2 separate regions of the Zea mays genome follow, and region 1 is linked to region 2. A link is a contact called in public Hi-C data. All regions are on one chromosome and are shown on one strand. The core of a region is the stretch at or near the end of the contact, and the rest is flanking DNA. Distances in the headings are between cores, read along the strand shown.

Region 1 (6,887 bases), core at 4,127-6,626, 140 kb after region 2:
TGGCATGTGGGTACTAAATAAGAGGCAACAACGACAATTCATCATGTAATCAGTTTTTTTAAGCTGAGGATACCCTCTTAGTCAAACATCTCTCCCAACTAGCTCCAACTCCACGTGAAGCTGCTTCAGCTAGAGTTGAGTGGAGCACAAATTTATGAATTTTGAGCGGTCCTAAACACTCCCTAATTCAAAGCAGTACTTTAACCTTTACTATACTTGTTCTATGGGTGTGTTTGGTTTAACTTCTAAACCAAATTCGCTGCCAAAAATCTTAAATCTCAACCAAACAAGTACAACAACACAATAGATTCCTAAAATTCTATATGTTCCTCTAGTTCGATGTAGAATTATCTTCTATCCCAGATTTTCTACATTCCTGACATCCATCTTACTAAATTATCATGCTCTTAATCTAAACCGTTGTTTCAACCAAACATATCTTAGCTTTTTCATACCCATCAGTTCACAACAGTTTTCTCAGAGCTATAATTATTTTTTCAAAAATCTACACCTTCTATTGATATTCTACTAATCATTTACTATACTTGTTCTAAGTTCTCGATGTCCTACATAAGGGTATTGATCTATCGATTCTAGGGCTACTATTAAAGCCTTGTTTAGGAACAAGAGAAATGAAGAAGATTGAATGAGCTAAAATCCTCATGCCATTTAATTTTAAAATATGAAAGGATTTTAGCCCCTTCAATCCACGTTAGAGCTGGTTCGGTAAACAAAAAAATGGAGGTTCACTATCCACCAAACCAGCCCTCAAAAGCCCTGCTTTTTTTATCATGGTTCCCCACTCCACAAGTCGAGGATATTCGTATGATATCCAAAGTATCAGTCCACCACAACCACACGGTAAATTTGCCAGTATTGCAGCGCCAGATTGTGCCAATAAACGGCACAACCGACATAAGCTCATATGACTCGTACGTTCGATGTCATTTGGACAAAACAGACAACAGCCGCCATGAGTTATCAGCAAACAAGCAGCAGCAGACTGCTCTACACAAGACAATTACTTCAAATGGAGTAGATGTTGCATAACATCTTATAACAGTCAAACAAATAGTTGCCGAAAGATGACAGAAAAGCTAAGAACATGCGTTGATGTCTGGAGAGCCCAAACATGGATTCATCTTTCATACGATGGGTTCGTGTCTACATAACTGCCAGGACTCATGAAAACAGATACGATCACGTACTGCTGAAATTTGTCACACCATCATCAAATCTTCACACAACAATCTCTGGGTTACACCCAAGTTAGGCAGAGTCAGCAGGCTTTGGCTCATCAGGCTTCTTGACCGGCGTCTCAGTGCCCATCTCAGCTTTGAGATCGTTGATGCTCTGCTCGAGCTCATCAATCTTGGTTCCCATTTCATCTAGTGAAGTGTAGTTAAAGAAAACGGAAGATTGTGGCAGACAAGTGCATATATAGCTAATGATAAAATAGATTTTCAATAACTTCTGTCATTCCTATGTAAATTCCACAAATAAGCGCTTCAAATTATCAACAAGTAAAATGATGTCGTTGGATCATACTGTGATAGTGCGATGGCAAAACAATTGTGAAATCTCAGTGCACCAGCAGACTCAACATTATACTACAAGAATGCATTAGAACCTTCAATTTAATCTCTTGAACATACTTGAGTGTAACTAAGAATGGTCATCGTGCAGTTTAACAAATCATGATGATACAATTATAACAGCAAAAGTGGTATTTTCCTTCAATCCTAATGGAACGTTTGGTTCTGAATAGCTTGGCAAAAAAATCACGCAATATCACTTTGTAAGAAATATTCTTTTGCATGTCTCAGACTTCTGTTTTATTCTTTTATAGACCAGAAAAATATATTAGAAAAACGTAAGCAAAATATAGCCATGGTTTTCGACTTTTCGTTATTTTGTATGGAGCATGTGTATGCTCCAAGAAAACAATAACTACAGGGCTAACAGAAGAGCACAAAAAAACAGTTATCAAGGTCAGGAGACAGATTCTCAAAATGGAACAAGAATATTGTATGGATAATGGTATATTTTGTGTGTATGTATAGCTGGTTTGTTTCAGTTATAGAACGTTACAAGCTTGCACAAACACACCTAAAAAATATCGTCCATGGGCAATGATTTGTTAAATATACCAGCATCCAAAATGCATATTGGCATTACAGAAGCATGGCATCAGATATTACTATATTAAAGAACATCAAAACAATAATGACTGCACTGGTAGAAACTTATCTCGGAGCTCTATTTTTCACATTTTCTTGAAAAGACAAACAGAATAAAGATAATAAATTTAAAGCAGATAAGGATATTCTTTGACACAATGTTCTGCGACATGGACTCGAACCTTGTTTGCTGCAATTATCAGCGTTCAAGTGAGTGGGAGACGGTGGTAAATTATTTGAAGGAGATGCTAATGAAACCTTATCCAAAGGCACTCACCATCTGTCCAAGGAGGTTCTGGACCTGAAATGGAAAGCTAACAATCAGCAATTACAGACTCCTCGACTTTTTGGCAGTACAAAACCAAAAAATAAAGTCGAACGTTAATATCTTAACCCTATTTTCTGGCTTTATAAATAATCCAATGTTGTACTTCATTTTCTTATCTAAATGGTCCAAACTACACTGCCACGTGATATTAAAAGCAGTTTAGACTTTGTTTAAGAGACCCAAAGTTTTATGTTCCATCCCACTACTGTGCCAGGAAACAGTAAAATTTTACATATAAATGATGTGTGCTAATAGATCATATGATGCATAACCACATAAAAATCAGAACTTACAAATGCAGTCATATCTGTTGGGTTCTGTGATGATGGATCTGAATCCATGATAGCCTACAAGACCAGGTTCAGAAAATGGGTGAACAAACAGCAGTATACCGCAGCAGACTTGCATACAAATCAAAATAAACTCTATACATATTACATAGCATCAGGATAGCTCCTTTTTCAGTTTCCATACCAACAAATGTAAGAACTGGAAATAATGAAATTCAAGTATGGTCACAATTTGTAAAAGGACTGGTTACGAAGTGAACACTATGTAAAACATGTTACAGGGACTATAAAATGGTTGTAATGATGGAACCATTCAACATTCCTAACAAACAAGTGTATAGCAAATGTCAAAACATTGCGAATAAAAAAAATGTAATTATACACTAGAAAAATACCCAGTAAGAAATTGCAGAGCCAACTAGCCAAGTTATGAGTGCCATCATCAACGGGATAACAGAGATTCTTATACCCATTAAACCTCCCCCTACGAGGAGGTGTCTCCTATTTTCCATTTCTCCATCCACTGGCTCTCAGCAAGATCAAGGCAAGAGAATTCATGGTCGCATTTCAGATTTCTAGTTTCCTCTGCCCTCTTACTGCACATGATACTTGCCAAATCTTGTATTGTGCAGGATGTGCTCCGTCGCATCCTATCAGTGAGCATCTCAAGATCATCTCGCAAGCCAAGCCTGAGCAGCCTATCCCTCAGAACCTGACAAGTAGCCTGGTAAGGAGGGATACCCTCATCTACCATCCTCAAAAAATAACTGCAGGCCTCCTCTGCTCTACCCTTCTTGCAAGACAGCCCATGGATCATAACAGCATAAGTAGCTGCTCCTGGGTAGAAACCATGTTTTTCCATCCCATCCCAAACCTCAATTGCCCTATCAACCCTTCCTATCGCAAGCAACATTTTCAGAATCATGTTGTAAGAGTGCCGATTAGGCAAACATGAGCTATCATCCATCCTTGAAATGAGCCGCAACGCTTTATTCACCTCTTTCAGCTTACAATGTGTATTAAGCAGAGTGTTGTAGCTCCAGACATCAGGCTTCTCCCCATAAGTTGCCATCTCATTGAGGATATTATAAGCCTCATCAACCTCTCCCAACTCACACAGTAACCGAATGACAGCATTATAGGTGAATACATTTGGTGTAAGGCTGCGTGCACGCATCCTATCTAGCACTCGAAGAGCAGCACGGGCATCCTTTGACGCACATGCAGATCGAAGGAATGGGCCGTAAGTGGCAGCATCAGGGGCAAGCCCACGGCTGCGTTGCATATCTTTTAGCTGCTCCTGAGCAAGTGCAACATCCCCTCCTCGACACAAGGCGTCAATCAACGCATTATAGGCAGGCACATCAGGTTGGACCCCTCTCTCAATCATTTCGTCAAACAGCTTTTGGGCCTTCACTGGACTCGCAACAACAGCCCACCCAGAGATCAGGATGGTATAAGTTTTGGCCGAGAGATCAAACTGAAATGGCGACTCCCTAAAGAATGCCTCTGCGTGCTCCACCAGGCCATTATGCGATAACGTGAAGAGCAGCGAGTGGAGATCAGCGACCGTCGGCAGGAAACAGAACCTCTCCATGGAGGAGAAAGCTCGGATGGCATCCTCGGGTAGACCGGCGCGGGCGTACGCGCGGAACAGCAGCGGAAACAGGTCCCGCGAGAGCGCAGACCGCGGGAGATCGGAGAGCAGAGAGCGCAGAAGCGGGAAGAGCCGCGCCCCCGCAAGCGAGCCGGCGAGGATGAGGAGCGAGTCCGGAAGGTGTGTGAACCCCGGCATCGCAGCCGCGAAGAGGAAGAACCGGAGGGAGGGCACGGGAAGGTTACGGCAGCGGCGCAGGACGGCAGCCGCCGCCGCGGGCGTGAGGCGGGGCGCGAATCCGCTGAGCGCGGCGCGGAGGTCGTGCCGCGGCCCGCGGAAGTCGCTGAGCACACGGCAGAGAGCGCCAACGAGCCGCGGGTCGGGGTCGGGGTCGGGGTCCGGGGCCGGATAGGGCCGCGGATCCGGCTGTCCAGCCGGCGAGGCAGAGCAGAGGCCGCGCAGGAATAGGAGAGAACGCGGGCTTCCCGGCGCGGCCGCAGCGAAGAGCCTGGCGGCAGATTGCATCTCGCGCGATGTGGGCGCAGGGGGCTGTGCAGTAGGAGCAGATTCGCGGGTGACGCGAGGATGCACGAATTCAAACAAAAAAAAAACACGGGAGACGAAGCTCAAGAGGGACCGCGAGGCGGCTTACCGGGGAAGCGCGTGTCGTGGAGGAGGAGGGGCTCGCCGGCGGTCGGCGGATTCGGAGGAGGTACGGTGAGCGTGGGTGCGGCTCAGGTGGGTGGTTGTATACGAGTGGAAGGGGAGGACGCAGGAGCGGAGGGCTGAAAAGCGGCCCGGTTCGCGTGGGCTACCAAAAGCGAGCCAGGCAGGGTTTCGAAGGAACAAAGGCTGCTTGGCCCAGGCAAAGCTCTGAGACGTTCGGTTTTTATCGTTTGGAGCTGTGATTAGAGACGGCATTGGCAATGCTATCTCATATCCATACCTGTAAAAAAATAAACTCGTCGGATCACCCATATTCACTAATGACAATAGATTTATCCCCATATTCATACCCATGTGGGTATGGGTCTCCCATCGAGTCACTTGTACTCATAAAGATTAAAACTTTATCAAAATAATACAATATACAAACATCAAGTATATCAATCTAAATATCATTACAAAAGATTGAGCATCATTCAATCATCCATTCAATAATATCATGGATCATTGAATAAAGTAGCAATACTAGGATAGTACCACATAACACATTACATGTTCCATTACATGACCATCAAATAGTTGTTAAACCTTGTATGACATTATCACAAAAAAGTTTGTCAAATAGTCAAAATAAATGGAATATCAAAGCCCAAGTTCACGCTTTTATACTGGGTATTTTATACCCATGGGTTAACATGTATGGGTAAGAGTGGAACGTTCTAATACCCTTTACCCACTGGTGAAGGTTTTTGCCCAATAAGAGACTCATGGGTACAATATCTAGCCCGTATGCATACCTTAATGGAGTCAATACCCATCGGATATCGGATCGCGGGTACCCATTGCCATCTCTAGTTGTGATCCTTCGCCTAGCAGGTGTCGTGGTCGGCACCGTTGATCGGTGGGAAGGGGAAGCAGCTCCACGTTGTCTATCTTACCTCCTATTTCAAATTTCACTCTACAAATATTACTATCTATATTATAAAACAGTGTTTTGCACAACCATATGTACGATTTGCTGAACACAGCCTTAGATGTGGTTAGTAGATCGTGTATACAACAATAAACCAATGTAGCTAACAGTCAAATGCATAGAGATAATACCACAGTAGAGATTCAACATGTGATCTTGTGCTGCTCTACTCTCACCGGGCATAAGAGGCCTAGACCAGTTACCGGGAGTCAAGAGATGACCACAACTAACACTTTCGAGTAAAACGAGTGAGACAAGAGTTTTATAAAGGTTCGAACCGTTGAGGCAAAATACCCTACGTTCTTCTTGGGTAGATTGAATGCGGGGAAGTGACTAAGTGCATATTGATCACCTGTCAAGATTCATTTGTATTGACCAAAGGAGGTTTGAAAGAGTGCACTTTACAGCTTCGGATGTTGATCGATCCAAGAGTGAATACGCTTGGCAATGATAAAATGTTATGTTCCTATGTATGGTGTTGGGGACTTGTTCTCAAATGCTATGAGTTAAGAACAAGGCAACACAAAAAATGTTAATCGGTAAAGTCCTTCGTCCTTCGAAGCATTATTTCCCTTAGGATATAATGATTTTCGGACGAAGGTTATGAAGGGCGTACCTTCATAAACTCAGCATATAGTGACGAAGGATGAATCATAAGGAATATGAAGGATAACATAGACAATTATATATTATTATTAACTTATTTTTGCATTATTATTATGTAGAAACAAGAATAACATTGAATTACAAAAGTACCTTCAGCTTAAAGGAGATGAAAGTACAGGTGTAACGCAAAAACGAATGCCAAATCAGCGTGAACAGTACGGGGGTACTGTTCACCTATTTATAGGCA
Region 2 (6,306 bases), core at 3,152-5,651:
CAGCAAATCTATGGATGAACATGTTGATCACATGCGTGCTGTTTTTAATGCTTTACGAGATGCACGTTTATTTGGTAACCTTGAGAAGTGCACATTTTGCACCGATCGAGTTTCGTTTCTTGGTTATGTTGTGACTCCACAGGGAATTGAGGTTGATCAAGCCAAGGTAGAAGCGATACATGGATGGCCTATGCCAAAGACTATCACACAGGTGCGGAGTTTCCTAGGACTTGCTGGCTTCTATCGCCGTTTTGTGAAGGACTTTAGCACCATTGCTGCACCTTTGAATGAGCTTACGAAGAAGGGAGTGCATTTTAGTTGGGGCAAAGTACAAGAGCACGCTTTCAACGTGCTGAAAGATAAGTTGACACATGCACCTCTCCTCCAACTTCCTGATTTTAATAAGACTTTTGAGCTTGAATGTGATGCTAGTGGAATTGGATTGGGTGGTGTTTTGTTACAAGAAGGCAAACCTGTTGCATATTTTAGTGAAAAATTGAGTGGGTCTGTTCTAAATTATTCTACTTATGATAAGGAATTATATGCTCTTGTGCGAACATTAGAAACATGGCAGCATTATTTGTGGCCCAAAGAGTTTGTTATTCATTCTGATCATGAATCTTTGAAACATATTCGTAGTCAAGGAAAACTGAACCGTAGACATGCTAAGTGGGTTGAATTTATCGAATCGTTTCCTTATGTTATTAAGCACAAGAAAGGAAAAGAGAATATCATTGCTGACGCTTTGTCTAGGAGATATACTTTGCTGAATCAACTTGACTACAAAATCTTTGGATTAGAGACGATTAAAGACCAATATGTTCATGATGCTGATTTTAAAGATGTGTTGCTGCATTGTAAAGATGGGAAAGGATGGAACAAATATATCGTTAGTGATGGGTTTGTGTTTAGAGCTAACAAGCTATGCATTCCAGCTAGCTCCGTTCGTTTGTTGTTGTTACAGGAAGCACATGGAGGTGGCTTAATGGGACATTTTGGAGCAAAGAAAACGGAGGACATACTTGCTGGTCATTTCTTTTGGCCCAAGATGAGAAGAGATGTGGTGAGATTGGTTGCTCGTTGCACGACATGCCAAAAGGCGAAGTCACGGTTAAATCCACACGGTTTGTATTTGCCTCTACCCGTTCCTAGTGCTCCTTGGGAAGATATTTCTATGGATTTTGTGCTGGGATTGCCTAGGACTAGGAAGGGACGTGATAGTGTGTTTGTGGTTGTTGATAGATTTTCTAAGATGGCACATTTCATACCATGTCATAAAACTGACGATGCTACTCATATTGCTGATTTGTTCTTTCGTGAAATTGTTCGCTTGCATGGTGTGCCCAACACAATCGTTTCTGATCGTGATGCTAAATTTCTTAGTCATTTTTGGAGGACTTTGTGGGCAAAATTGGGGACTAAGCTTTTATTTTCTACTACATGTCATCCTCAAACTGATGGTCAAACTGAAGTTGTGAATAGAACTTTGTCTACTATGTTAAGGGCAGTTCTAAAGAAGAATATTAAGATGTGGGAGGACTGTTTGCCTCATATTGAATTTGCTTATAATCGATCATTGCATTCTACTACAAAGATGTGCCCATTTCAGATTGTATATGGTTTGTTACCTCGTGCTCCTATTGATTTAATGCCTTTGCCATCTTCTGAAAAACTAAATTTTGATGCTACTAGGCGTGCTGAATTGATGTTAAAACTGCACGAAACTACTAAAGAAAACATAGAGCGTATGAATGCTAGATATAAGTTTGCTAGTGATAAAGGTAGAAAGGAAATAAATTTTGAACCTGGAGATTTAGTTTGGTTGCATTTGAGAAAGGAAAGGTTTCCTGAATTACGAAAATCTAAATTGTTGCCTCGAGCCGATGGACCGTTTAAAGTGCTAGAGAAAATTAACGACAATGCATATAGGCTAGATCTGCCTGCAGACTTTGGGGTTAGCCCCACATTTAACATTGCAGATTTAAAGCCCTACTTGGGAGAGGAAGTTGAGCTTGAGTCGAGGACGACTCAAATGCAAGAAGGGGAGAATGATGAAGACATCCACACTACTGATGCATCTATACCAATACAAGTACCAATTTCTGGTCCCATTACTCGCGCTCGTGCTCGTCAACTCAACCATCAGGTGATTACACTCTTGAGTTCATGTCCATCATATTTAGACCATGGAGACCCGTGCACTCTTGTTTTGCTTAGGAATCAGGGAGAAGACCGAAAGGGAAAAGGATTTGAACATGCTGGATTCGGACTGCAGAAGAACACCAACTTGTGACGGTCACCACGGTCAGATGCGGGCTCGGATTGGAATGTTCAAGCACAACATGGAAAGCTTATCAAGTCTACTTTCATATGGATCCGGAATTATAGTCATATCTGTTCTGAGGCCGCCGTAATCATTGTTTTCTTACCGAGACATTTCCTGCCTTTTCTGCCCATGGTGCTGCGTCACCCTATTTTGGCCCAATGGGTCGTGTATCAAGTTAGGTCCATTAGGGACGCATCCTAGGGTTGCAGCACGACCCCAATACCCTTGTGGTCGTCCTCCCATGTTTATAAACCCCCTAGCCGCCACCAAGAACAGCGGGTTTTGTTTAGATCAAGTTTAGCTCTCGCTACTTGCTTGCAAGCGCGCGTGCTAGTTCAGCCGCCCGTCTTCTTGTCTTCGGAACCCCACCATATTGTAGTTTGATCTTTAAACCTACATTTAGATCTGGTAATTCAGTACTTGTTCTACTTGTTCTTGCTAGTTCTTCGATTGCTTGCAGGACGAGTGCCCTAGTGGCCAGGGTGTCACGCTCCACAAGATCGTGACAGCCATAGGAGGTGGTGTATCGGTTGCTAAGGCGCAGCGTCTTTGGAAGGCTGTAGTCGGGCCGTGAACGTCGTCTCCTCCCCCAATCGAGTTATTCCACACCCTCTCATCGAAAGATCGGGCAATCACCCAACGGGTGCACATCACACTTCCCACCCTACACAGTGAGAAAACCCTTAATAATCCCAAAACTGGAAAAGCTTCTACATCTCTCATCAAACATACTTTGACATCAAATCATTTAGGACATTAGGGATTAGGGTTCTCCTTATTGCTTTCTGTAAAGATTGTTGTTCCGGAATGCATGCCAAGTTATTTAGGACATTAGGGTTCTCCTTGTTGCTTTCTGTAAAAAGTTGTTGTTCAGGAATGCATGCCAAGTTATTTAGGACATTAGGGTTCTCCTTGTTGCTTTCTGTAAAATGTTGTTGCTTGGGAATGCATGTCAAGTTATTTAGGACATTAGGGTTCTCCTTGTTGCTTTATGTAAAAAGTTGTTGTTCAGGAATGCATGCCAAGTTATTTAGGACATTAGGGTTCTCCCTGTTGCTTTCTGTAAAATGTTGTTGTTCGGGAATGCATATTACAAGTACAAAAGCACCTATTTCCTATATGACCAAACTACAGATAAATTTGCTCCATGACATATGTGAATAAAGTATGGCATAAACATTCACTTCCACAAATTTAGTCACATTTTACTTCAAACTTTTAGGATGGTCACCAGAAGATCCAAAGCATCATTGTCAGATAGGTAGGAGTCAAGCTAGTCAGCTCACTAAACCCCGCATGAACTGAGGCAGTTCAACCGTGGATCACCGTTCACCAGGGAAGACACACCACGTTTCCCAACTACCCCACTTCACAGCAGTCACACTGGTGATCAAACGGCCATATCCATAATTTGAACAGAAATCAATCTGAGATAGTGATATCCAACTCACCTCACATCGACGCCCACGAGCTTAGGCGCGATAACCTCGTTGATGTTGCGCACAGCTTGGAGAACGCCCTTGCCGCCGTACACGGCCTTGTCACCATCGCGGAGCTCGAGCGCCTCGTAGATCCCCGTGGACGCCCCGCTGGGCACCGCGGAGCGGTGGAGGCGTCCGTCCCCGGCGACGAGGTCGACCTCGACGGTGGGGTTCCCGCGGCTGTCCACGATCTGGCGCGCGCGGATCGACCGCACCGCCTCCGCTCCCGCCGCGGCCTTGGCGGGCGGCGAAGCGGTGGAGAGCGCCGCGCGGACGGCGACGGCGCGGCGCGATGGAGTGGCGGCGGCGGGGAGGAGGGGCCTCGGCGAGGGGAGCACGAGGTGCGGCTGGGCCATGTGTCGGAGGCGGAGGGTGGCGAGTCTGGGAGGAGGACGAGGCGAGCGTTTACTTATATGGCGGCGGTGACCGGTGACGGCGGTGGCGACGAGGTAGAGTAGAGGTCGTCGCGCCTGTTTGTTGGGCGGTGGCGGCGAGGTGGCAAGGGGTTTCGGCGAATAAAGTTTTTGAAGAAGGCGGGGGTCGGTGCCGGTGGGGGCGAGGGACGGCAGGTGGCATATGGTGCCCGCGTGTCATTGAGAGTCTGCCGCTTTCGCTGGTCGTTTATGGTTTGTACGCCGTTGGCCTTTGTGGTGGCGCGCGGCCAGGGTGGGTCGGTCCGCAGTCCGGTGGCGGTGGTGGCCGGTGGGACTGGGAGGGCGAGCTCCGAGCTTGTTCTGACTTCTGAGAACTGCGAGCAGGTGCCCGTCACGTGACGTGACGCGAGCATATGCTGTTTACCACCATTAGTGGCGTAAATAAGGAGGGGAGCTGGCAGGGCCCTGTGCCTAATGTTTGTGTAAACATATAAATATATACTTACTCAGTTCTAAAATATTAGTCGTATTACTCTTTGATTTTTATGTTTATGTTCAAATAAATAATGATAAATCTAGACACATATATAAAACAAATATATTAATTATGGTATGAATTAACTTAAAAGGTAGAACGAATTTTATTTTAGAACGGAGAGAATACTAATTACTATTAGGGTCTCTTTAGGAGCGCTTTCGCTTCGGAAGAGCCATTCCAGCTCTAGTCATAGAGACACCTTCGTATGGCTCCTCCGAAGGAGCCATTCTATGTGAGACCATAATTTATAGAATTAAATGGAGCTGGAGCTAGTCTGCTAAATACATAGGTTGTCGGAGGCTGGTCAGCTGGAAACCGGAGCCCTGCTAAGCTCTCCCAAAGAGGCATTTAACTTTTAAGTAGTTAAGTATATAAAAAACAATGATTGATTCAATAAATATTGGTTATTCCTTTATTTGTGTTTTTGATAAAAACATGTAGTTTATTAAGTTAAATTTAAACTTAAATCATACACTCATATACTACATATAATCTATTAAATATTATTTATGACCCCATCTATGCAAGAATCATGGCTATGCCCCGAACCACCATTTATGGCATAGTTACTTGAGTTTGGTGACTTTGGCCCATTTTGTTTATACTCTAGATTATATAATTCAACTTAAATAAGTTAAGAGACAAACAAACAACATAGATTATTAGTGGATTATATAATCTAGATAACTAGGTTATAATAATCTAGGTGCTTATATAATCTATAAGCTAGATTAGGCTCGAGCACATGCATGTGCCACAGGTCGGCCATACAAGCCCCCAATTGAGAGCACCTAGAGGGGGTGAATAGGTGATTCTACAATATTAACTCTAAAAAACATAAATTTGGTTTATACAAAGTGTTAGTGAGAACAAAAACCAAGTTGGGATGAGAAGAGAGAGGAAGGAGAACTCTTCACTTGATTTCTCCTTTAAGATGTGTATTAAACTTAGGAGCAATATTGCAAATATTGCAAGTGAGTAAAGAACTCAAAAAGACAGTAATCACAATAGTAAAATGGACAAGAGATGCAGCGATTTTTACCGTGGTTCGGCCAATGCATACTCCACCTTGTTGTGACCTCCTTTGGTCAAGAGTTGCACTCAAGTTTGATCTTTAGATCACTTGAGAGGGGTTGAGTGCAACTCTTGACCAAAGGAGTGTCACACCCGGATTTAAGGGATAAAGTCGGGTACGTCTCATATGTGCGACAAAGAAGAACATCACATATAATGACAAAGTGTATAGAGATAAATGTCACAAGTATCATTATTACATAACGGAAGTCTGACAAAAATATATGATAACAATAAAACAAACTAATATTATTCCTTGGCGCCATTAAGTTGACTGGGAGACGCCACCTAGATCAACTCGTACTCCTCATTATAGGACTCCTCCTGGACCACCTGCTCTTCACCTGTGGGGGATTTATATATCGCAAGAGTGAGCTCACAAAAAATCATATCTCAACAAGTTGTGGGGAATAATGTGCATGAACTCACAAAAGGTGGGAGTTCATGTGAAGTGTAAGACTGATCAACAGATAATGGTTAAAGTTGAGCATTGCTTTTAATAAGTTGGTCAAA

The links. Hi-C and Micro-C count contacts between places; a contact is called where the count stands out from the background.
Region 1: a contact with region 2 is called in a Hi-C map of ear, with 2.4 times the contacts expected there. The contact joins the promoter of LOC541966 here to the promoter of LOC100283280 in region 2. A contact is called at or near these places in 3 of 25 Hi-C or Micro-C datasets (ear, endosperm and tassel).

The regions. Positions count from the first base shown.
Region 1 is chr2:182,635,843-182,642,729 of Zm-B73-REFERENCE-NAM-5.0, forward strand. It overlaps LOC541966 (empty pericarp 2), which reads right to left and starts at 5,377. Exons shown (of 5, transcript NM_001111620.2): 1 at 5,048-5,377; 2 at 2,802-2,855; 3 at 2,458-2,481; 4 at 2,328-2,370; 5 at 943-1,391. The coding sequence starts at 2,849. The coding sequence ends at 1,270.
Region 2 is chr2:182,496,806-182,503,111 of Zm-B73-REFERENCE-NAM-5.0, forward strand. LOC100283280 (enolase) reads right to left here and starts at 4,402. Exons shown (of 7, transcript NM_001156182.3): 1 at 3,778-4,402. The coding sequence starts at 4,163.